3 separate regions of the Mus musculus genome follow, and regions 1 and 3 are each linked to region 2. The links are chromatin contacts, called in public HiChIP or PLAC-seq maps. All regions are on one chromosome and are shown on one strand. Each heading gives the region's core, a stretch centred on a gene start, on an enhancer-like site or on the middle of the called end of the contact. The rest is flanking DNA. Distances are from core to core; before and after follow the strand shown. Region 1 overlaps Gm9991 (a long non-coding RNA gene). Region 2 has its middle 29 kb from the start of Lrrfip1. Region 3 has its middle 15 kb from the start of Gm35332.

What was found. HiChIP or PLAC-seq counts read pairs in DNA pulled down with a chosen protein or histone mark.
Region 1: a contact with region 2 is called in an HNF4G HiChIP or PLAC-seq map of pancreatic cancer cells. The contact joins two enhancer-like sites. A contact is called at or near these places in 1 of 39 promoter capture datasets (the 3T3-L1 cell line) and 1 of 115 datasets of contacts at active chromatin or transcription factors (pancreatic cancer cells).
Region 3: a contact with region 2 is called in an HNF4G HiChIP or PLAC-seq map of pancreatic cancer cells. The contact joins two enhancer-like sites.

What each region holds. Positions count from the first base shown.
Region 1 is chr1:90,676,618-90,679,678 of GRCm38.p6, forward strand. It overlaps Gm9991 (a long non-coding RNA gene), which reads left to right. Exons shown (of 3, transcript XR_878398.1): 3 at 2,276-3,038. Among named protein-coding and RNA genes, the nearest start is that of Gm9991, 3.7 kb to the left of the region's middle. Within about 2 kb of position 1,399, at least 26 of the 459 cell types and tissues checked have an H3K27ac peak or open chromatin away from gene starts, as enhancers often do. A contact at or near this core is called in pancreatic cancer cells, where this site is marked.
Region 2 is chr1:91,022,723-91,025,704 of GRCm38.p6, forward strand. It overlaps a transcript of Lrrfip1 not described here. Among named protein-coding and RNA genes, the nearest start is that of Lrrfip1, 29 kb to the right of the region's middle. Within about 2 kb of position 1,444, at least 143 of the 459 cell types and tissues checked have an H3K27ac peak or open chromatin away from gene starts, as enhancers often do. A contact at or near this core is called in pancreatic cancer cells, where this site is marked.
Region 3 is chr1:90,716,967-90,720,261 of GRCm38.p6, forward strand. No RefSeq gene overlaps it. Among named protein-coding and RNA genes, the nearest start is that of Gm35332, 15 kb to the left of the region's middle. Within about 2 kb of position 1,890, at least 43 of the 459 cell types and tissues checked have an H3K27ac peak or open chromatin away from gene starts, as enhancers often do. A contact at or near this core is called in pancreatic cancer cells, where this site is marked.

The DNA.
Region 1 (3,061 bases), core at 149-2,648, 350 kb before region 2:
AGGCTCTGGCAGCTGTCCAAGCTCTGGGAAAGGGAGGGAGTCTGTTCTCGGGCAACAGCTCTCACAGCGTTGCCTTTGAGGAAAGGGTAACTGATTGCCCACAAACCCGGGGTAGCAGCCTCCCCCACCTGAAGTCTGGAAGGTTTGTCCTATCATTCACAGGCTCAGACAGGAAGTCCCCACCCCCAGCCCAGTCAGCTACTTCCACCTCAGTTCTCAGTTTCTGGCTCCCACCCACTGCCGCAGCCTGGAATTATCAGTGGGGTGTTCTGCCTCATACCCACCTGGCTCTTGTGTTTCTGGGGAGGACTGTACATGATGTCAGCATTCTGTAAGAAATCTGAGAGCAACACACAGCTGCTCTCTGGCCAGTTCAGTCAGGGACCCAAGGGGGTCTGGTGGCAAGCACAAACACCTCAAGGGGAAATCTCCAGGACAGAGGAAGGCCACTGAGAGACCCTTAGAGCAAACTCACCATCAAGTTCCCTTAGGAGTCAACTAACGTCTAATGAAATATGACATACAAGGGGGGATGGATAGGATATTCTAGAAATGGCTGTGAGTGGCTTAGATGTGGGGTGTGTTATTTCACTTTTCCTATCACTGAGACCAAATCCCTCTAAAGACCCTTTGAGGGAGTAGGATTTATCCTGGCTGGTGGTTTTAGAGGGTTCAGCCCATGGTTACTCTTCCCCATGAGTATGGGGAGAGCATCATCCTGGTGTCAGGAGTCTGTGAAAGGGGCTGCTACTCACCCCTTTGCCAACAGGAGGCAGGAAGGGGGTTGGTAAAGACACCAGAGAGAATATAGTCCCTAGAACCCACACCCAGGGACCTTCATCCAGCTAGATGCCACCTCCTTAAGTTTCCTCTAAAATTAGTGCTACCAGCTTGGGATGAGGTATTCAAAACATGAGCATAAGAGGTAAGTTTCATATTCAAACTCTAACATGAAGTGCTCCTCCAAAGGCTTCATCCCCAGGTGAGAGTGCTGCTGGGAATTGAAGGGATCATAAAGACTCGGGCTTCATCAATGATCTGATTCAGTGAGGACTCTGACTTCAACCTTACCAATGAATTACCCTACTAATGAGTTCATAACCTAAAGGGACTAGAAGGAGAGAGGGTTTGGTTGGAAGAGGTGAGTCACCAGGGGCATGTCTTTGAAAGGTCTATCTTGCCCCTGTTTCTGCTTCTTGGTTTCCCTGGGGTGAGCAGCATCCACCACACAGCTCCTCCCTCCATGGTTATGTTCTGCCTTATCACAGGTCCATAGCAATGGGGCCCACAAAACCTCTGAAGCCACAAACCCAAATCCTCCTTTTAAGGTATAGACATCAAGGATCCTGTCACAGTGCTGAAAGGCTGACTAATACATGAGTCCACTTCTGAGCCATTAACCCTGCTCCCTCAGAGCCAGTGCATGGGTGCTACCACCCACCCCTGGCATCTCAGGCACATCCCTGTTTCATTCTGACAGGACATGGTTCTTTCTTGAGGTGTCAGCTTCACGTTTGGACACTCTGGAGAGCCATATGCCTGAAGGGCTTTGTCTGAATCCTCACAGGTTGGATAGCATGCAGCTCCCTCAGTACGAATCTGTGCTGAGATGGAACCACATCTCTGAGCCCCAGGACATGTAGCTTTTGGAAACACAAAGAGGAGAATTATATATTGGGAGGGACCTGAAGTGCACTGGATCCTGATTCTACCCCTCTTTTCTATCCTTTTGTTTGTCTGTCTGACTTCCTGATTTCTGACACTGGGTGTGTTTTGGGTCCAGGACCTGGCTCCATACCAGGGCCTATTCTGTTTGATTCCTTGATTTTCTGTAATTTCTGCAATGAACTGCCACATTCTTGTTGGCTTAAAGTAACAAAGAGACTAGAAGTCTGAAATAAGTGGCAACCCACGATACAGACAGGCTTCCATCCCTCTGGACACTGCAGAGGAGAAGCCTCCCCCTCCTTCTCCAGCTTCTGGTGTTGACTTGGGCTTGGCTCACTTCCATCACTGCCTCCAGGGTCATGTGAGCTTCTCCCCATGTATGTCACATCTCCCGGTGCTCCTTTCATAAGGATGTGTATGACCATGTCTGAGCTCACCTGGATATTCCTGACCACCCTCCCCTGTTTCCAGCTAACATTTAGGGAGTTAGGGAAATAACATTTAGGGAGGAAAGCCACAGAGAAGATCATAATGCTAGCTCACCAGTTCCAGCTGTGGCATGGATGTCTGTGGAGATGGGAATTTATTATCTATCTTCCACCCCCAGATCTGAAGCTGACCCTTTGCATTCCTACTGAAATGCAGATAATTCCTAAGCCTTCCAGACACCAAGGTCAACCAAAAAGGCAGCATCCGGTCCTACTGCAGACCATGTCTTCTGCCTACATGTCAAGCTGCACGTGTCACCCAGCCCAGAGTACAAATGTCAGAGTATCACCGGAAGCCCTGGCAAGATGCTGCTTTCAGAGGAGGTTCTGATCATCTCCATGCTTTCCTGTATCTGAAAGCCTCTCACCATGTGTGTTACATTGCTAATGCAAAGGTACAGCAAAGACTCGAGGGAAAGAGAAAGAAACAAATAAAAACTATAACTCATTCCTAGTGCAGAGTCTGCTGCGCATAGGGAAGGCAATAGGAGTCACGCATTTGTGTCTCCAGATGGTGTCAAATGTACACAGGGAAGATGCATCTCCCTGGAGCAAGAGGTCTCAGTGCAGGTGGGGGGAGGCGGGGCCACTGATGGGAGTAGTGGGAACATCTGGACCCTTGGCTCCGTTGGCTTAGCCCCTTGACAGGAAATCAAATATTATAGAAAGGAAAAGGGTCGTGCCTGTGTCCCGGGTGTGAGAGACTTGCAGGACTACAGAGAAGGTTGTGGTCATCTCTGCTTGACAGCATTGCAGCTGTGCTGGACCGCACTTGAGAGTATCTTAGCTACCACAACAACAGGAAGTCATAGGAGCTCACATCTATCCTTCTCGGCATCCTTAAATGTGCTTTCTACTGTTCTGGGCAAACATTGAAGGACAATTCATGAAGAAAATGGAAAATT
Region 2 (2,982 bases), core at 194-2,693:
TGTCACTCAGCCGGGCTTGCCACCAGGGCGTGTGGGGTGGTGCACCACTCATGGATTTACCGAAAGTTCTTGAATTACATGCTTGAAGATGGGTGTGAGAGTTGGCCGATTGTACTTCTGAAAGCTGTTCAGGCTCACGTAGTCTACCTCCTTTTCTTCTGTGCCTGCACTCTCCTTGGGAACTCTCCAAGGAGAGTACTGTTTGGTTTGCCATGAAAAGGGGGGAATAGGGTGCTGCTCTGTGCCATGCTCCATGCCCCATCGATACAGTTTTATAACACGGAAGCCTTTTAGTATAGATCTGGTGACCACCACAGCGATGGCTCCCTATGTGGCCCCACTTCACTCAGTAGTGACATGGGGTCATTGATAGCATCCCAGCAGGTGATCTCACCCTGCCACATGTGCTCACTATTGGATCAGCAGCCCTAGAGGACACCTGGAGGGAAGCCTGTCTCCCTGGCCTAGGCTCTTATTTCCTAAGCCAAGTCTCAAGGACCAGGACCAGGAGCAGCCAGTATATTGACTCCCCCATGGGCGCCTCTGGAGAGAAGCAATTGCAAGAAGTGTCTCTCTAGAAACAGCTCTGAATCGGCCTTAGTGTTTAGAGTCATATGTAACTGCAGCCTCATTCCTTTGAGTTTTGTCACCCAGCCTGGCTTGCCACGGGGGTGTGTTGGATAGTGGCAGCTATTAGAGGCTACTCTCCAAGGGTGTGGCCGAGTCTTGGTAAAGGGAGCAGAGGAACATGCTGGGTGCTGGGTAGAGGGCAGCTGTTACCCACTGCCTGACTCCATCAAAAACCCACTAAAAAGCATCCTATATGAAGATGGGAGACATGGCTCATCAGTTACGATCACTGCTCTTGCAGAGGACCCAAGTTCAGTTCCTGGCACCAGTGTGAGGCCTCACATCTGCCTGTAACTCTGGCTTTTTGCAGGCACCTGCGCACTTGCACATGTACACACACACACAATTTTAAAAAGAAAGAAATTAAAAACATTCTAGGCAGAGAATGTGGCTCAGTTGTTAGAGACTCTGCCTGTCATGCACAAGGTCCCAGGTTCGATCCCCAGCAGAGGAGAGAGAAAAGAATATCACAAGCCACCTATTCATATCAGAACGGGACTTTCGCTCAATACTGGCCATATTTAAGTGAAATATTAACTGAAAGGAGTGTTAAGGCGTATTTATGTCCACCCATTTTCTGTTTGAAAACTGGGATTCAATTCAGGAGGCCTATGACCTGCCTGAGAGTTTACACTGAGTTTACTCCCATGAACCCCAAGAATCGCATATCTCTGCGCATAAAGGACGCACCCCCTTTCCAGGCTCTGCCTTTGATCCCCTGTTCTGGTCTGACAGTGCTGACACTCTTTAACTTCAAGGCCAGTCTGTTCACAGAGGAAATGACTCACACACTCATGACCAAACAACTCAGTCATCCAGGAACTTAGTGAAGGAAAGGCTGGCACAGTGGAAGTCAAATCTTAACCCGGGGACGACTGGAGACAAAACATCGGCCATAAATGCCAGAGCAATGTGTTTCCACAATTTCCGGTATTTTAGATATTTAGATGGTTTTCGTTTATGAATAACTCTTCTTAAATGTGAAGGCATTTCAACGTGTTGGCTGTTATTTTATAGTATGAGTCACTATTTGGGGACGTGACCCTTGATGTCTTTGAGACCCACTCCTCTCCAGAGTCACTCAGCTAGCAGCTCAGAGTCTCCTCATTTAGTCTCCTGTATCCAGGCAAGGTGTGGTCAGCTAGGTTACCAGGGGATGTGTTTTGTTCTTAGACCTATTCAAGATCTAGATCCCCATAGACAAAAGTATTCTTTTCATTGTGTGTGATTGATTGCTTTATTGATTGAACTGTACTAGGGACCGCACATTACACATAATAGACAAGCATTCTACCACTGAATTGTGTGTCAGCCATACTACAGAGAGAAAAGAGTCAATCACAGCAGGGAGGCGTGGCTGCAAGCAGCAGGCACGGTGGCCACAGCAGGAAGCTAAGTACTCACTTTCTGTTTGTTTGTTTGTTTGTTTGTTTGTTTATTTTTCAAGACAGGGATTCTCTGTGTTTTCCTGGAACTCACTTTGTATACTAGGCTGGTCTTGAACTCAGAGATCTGCCTGCCTCTGCCTCCCAAGTACTAAGGATCAAAGATGTGTGCCACCAACGTCTAATGAGCTTACATTTGCAAATTGCAAGTATAGAGCAGAGAAAGGAACACAGTGAGACAGCAAACACTCAGACCCTTGCCCCTAGTGATGTACTTCCTAGATCTGGCCCCCAGGGATGCAGCCAGATCCTGCCCCAATGATATACCTCCCACAGCAAGACTGTACCTCCTAACCCCTCTGCCCCTCAAACATCAGCTCCAACTGGGACCAAGTTTCAAGTATCTGAGCCTATGGGGGACATTGTGGCCACATCATAACACAAAATGCATTTAGTTCTGTTTCAAAAAGTCCCCATTGTTAGCTTACAGGTGATTTTAGTAGGCTCCCCCTAGGAACCTAGCAACAGCTTATGTCATCACTTGCCTCCTCCACCAGGTGGGCCAGGTGTACATAAAAGGACTGCCCCCTCTGCCCCCCTCCCTCTCTCGCACTCACACTTCATCTTTCTCTCTCCCTCTCCCCCTCTCCCTCTCTCTCTCTTGCCAGTCCATCTCTCTCTCCCTCTTTCTGTCCTTCACTGCCCCATCCCCTTTCTTTACCCTCATGGCTCTGCTCCCTTCTGTCTGTCTGTCTGTCTGTCTGTCTGTCTGTCTGTCTGCCTGTGCACTCGTCTGCCTCGCCCCTTCCCAGGTCCTCAGTCCTCTTCCTTCCCTCAGTAAATCCCCTTTATACCAGACCTGTTGCATGGCATAATCACTCAGGCAAACCTTGGCATGAGCCCACCAGGTACCCCCTTGCCACACTATATTTCATAATATTGGTGCCTAACACCCATAGTCTTCACA
Region 3 (3,295 bases), core at 640-3,139, 310 kb before region 2:
CCCATGTCCCCAAGGACTTTATCCTAGCCCTTGTGTCTCATAGGTCTCTCCCATCAGAGTGTGAGCTCCACAGAGGCCTAGCCCAGGGTCTTTTATATAAGTCTTTTGAATGAATGCATGCATGAATGTAATAACAAAAACATAAAAGAAAAAACAAATTATTTCTATTGCATTCTTTTCTCCACACATACATACTTGGCTAGACTGCCTCTTATACTTTTGAGTCCTCCCCAAGTAGGAAACCAGTAAGGGGAAGAGTAGAGAATAAAGGATGTGTTCTGGAGTCACCCGTCAGAGGTCAGACTCTCAGAGTGACTGCTGCTTTCTAGAGGTATATTCTTGGCTGAGCTGCCAACTTCCCTGTTTGTGCCATGGGCACAGCTTTGTAAAGTCTTGGTTCCCAATCTGTGTGCCCTGTTCGTATTTCTGCTTGTCAGAGGCACAGACAAAGCTCTCTGGAGCTTGTGCCTGTTATCTGATAAGTTGGTTGGAGGCAGTTCTGGGAACTGAGGCCTCTGTCTATGGGATCTGATGTTATTGTCAGGTAGACGTCAGGAGTGAGCAGCTTTGTACATGCTGTGGTGTGATAGTAGAAGAAACATGCTTTGTCAAAGGTGGTAAGGACTTGGTGACAGTGCGCCTGACAAGCTCTTACATGTTCAACACCCACAAATGCCAGTTACAGCCATTATTACCCCTGTCTCCACCACATTCAGCATGGATCCTGCCATGCATACAAGTCTCCACTCAACAGGGCGCATACTGACTGGGATCGGTGGCACACATTAATAATATCAAGGGTGGTAGGTTGAAGAGGAGACAAGAGGAGAAATGCAAGGACAGACTGGGCTACATAGCACATTTGAGACAAGCTTAGGCTTTGAAAGACTTTGTCTTAGTAACAATAACAACGTGCCTATATTTAAAAAAACAATAAAAACAATAATCATAATTCTTAAAGCATCAATATTAATAATAAAGAACAAAGAAGAACATAAACAGAAGAATTACAGATAATAGTCAAAAACTCTCTTGGTTTCCTTCAAATTATCATCTGAGTGTGACCAGACCATCACATGCATGAATTTACATCAGCTGTGGAAGCCTGTATAAGAACTACACAAGATCAATCCAGTCACCATTCTGAAGTGGAGAAGAGGGCACTAAAGGCCCCCCGCCCATGCCTGAGGAACTATTGGGATTTAACAGCTGCTGAGGAAGGGAGAATCCATTTTCTTTAAGGATTAAGGATGCAGTCCCTGTTAGCATTACCATGCTTCCGTGGGTTGCCCCATACCCAGAAGTATATTGGCAGCACAATTTAGACTAAGTAAATTATTGGGAAAAAATAGGACCTAAAGTCGGTGGTGTGGTGTGTGGGGTAGACATGAAAGGGGTTAAGAGGAGGAGTAGGGGTGTGGTTATCAAAATATATTGTATACATATTTGAAACTCTCAAAGGACTAATAAAATATTCTATGAAAACCCATGTGGAATAGAGGTGCTCTTACTCCCTAGGAGGTTCCATCTAGGAAAACATAAGTCTTAGACATGTCCGCTGGCATTTAGAGATGAGCCAGTCCTAGAAATGCTGCTCTGGATGCTCACCTGAAACAGACCTGACCCAGTGGAGGCCCGCTGGGGCATACACTGTCCGAAGCAACCGTTAAACTGTGCCTCTGAGTTAGCCCTCAAGGTCAAGTGCTTGGCCTCCCAGAGCCGTATGTACAAGAAACAATTTATCTGTTCTATTTAGTCTGTTTTTCTAATGAACCTCTCGCTCTTGCTTTTTGTTTGTTTCCAAGGTATCCACTGTTACACAGTCATGACTTTTTATAAACCCATCAAGCCAGGCCTGATGTGGCCACCAATGAGTAATGTATACATGTTGTGTGTTTGAGCTGGAGTTGCTAAGTCATTTTTCACAGAAGGTTCCCTTAGAATCACTAAGGCCAGAAGAGAGCTGTGGGTTCAAAGTCCCAAAGAACAGATGGGATACATCCAAAGCCTCCCGAAGAGCTGCATACTTGGGCTCTTTCTGTGTGTGGAAAGTGACTCATTTATTAAATTATCCTGAAGTCCTAAAACAGTCTGAGCCCCACACCCACCTCCACCAACTTCAGACAGGAGGGGAGCAATGGCCTCTGGTTCTTACAGGACGGCAGTGAGTCATGCCGGTACTTGGCTGTGGGGTCCACTTTTGTTAAGTGTGCGGGACTGGGTTTTCCTTCCACACCCAAGTCTATTTATTGCCCCAGGAGCATGAGAAGGTATGAGAATAAAGACCTCCAATTTGTTCCGAATCTAAAAATCAAGTGGTTGAACTGTGCTTCTAAATGTTCAAATGTACAGCCAGACTTCATGAACTAAATCTAACCGCAAGTTGGGTGCATGCCAAAACCTTTTTCAGCATGATGAAAACCCCTGACTCTTCCTTGTAAGGGTGGATATGGTGGCTTTTCAGGAGAGGAGTCCACACAGAGCTGAGAGATGGTTCAGAAGGTGACAGGCTCACTGCACAGGCATGGGGACATAAGTTCAGATTCTCAGCACCTGCATCATGATGCCAGGCAGGGTGGGATGGCACATGTCTGCATTCCCATTGCTGGGGCATGGAGACAGGAGGGTCCCCCTAGGCTTTCTGGCCAACCTTTCTATATAAGGTAGCAAGCACAAGACTTCAGTGAGAGACCTGGTCTCAAACTGAAGAAGCAATAAAAAATACATACTGACAGACACCAGTCTCCGCTTCTGTGTGCACCCACCCATACCAACACACACACACAGAGAGCCCACTCAACCCCCACAAAGCCCACATAGTTACAAAGTGTTAGGGAAGGTTCTGCCATCTTCCCATCCTGAGTTTAAATCAAGAGCCAGTTCTAAGGGTTTAGCCTTTGAAAAACCTTTACAATTGAACATGCCATTCACAGAATGTGTTGTCTTTGCTCTGTGCCTCGTGTCCCCAGAACAGAGGGTTGGGAGGCTAATCTCATGTCCTATTTTCTTGCTGCTACATTCCTGAGTATGTATAGCATCCCATGTATGGTGGCTGGTCAACACACAGCAGTTAAAGCAATAACTGAATTCAGGTGTTGCTACATATCACAAAAGGAGTTTGGAGCTATCCACAGCTCCTCAGGTGCTGTCTCCTTTAATGTTAAAGACAGTATAAAAGTGAGTCTTCCATCTCCTTCACAAACCACAAAGCTGATATTTGAGGGACTAAGCAACCGCCCTGGAGGGTACAGCCAGGAGCTCCAGGCTTTGACATGGAGCCAGCAGCCAAAAGAGA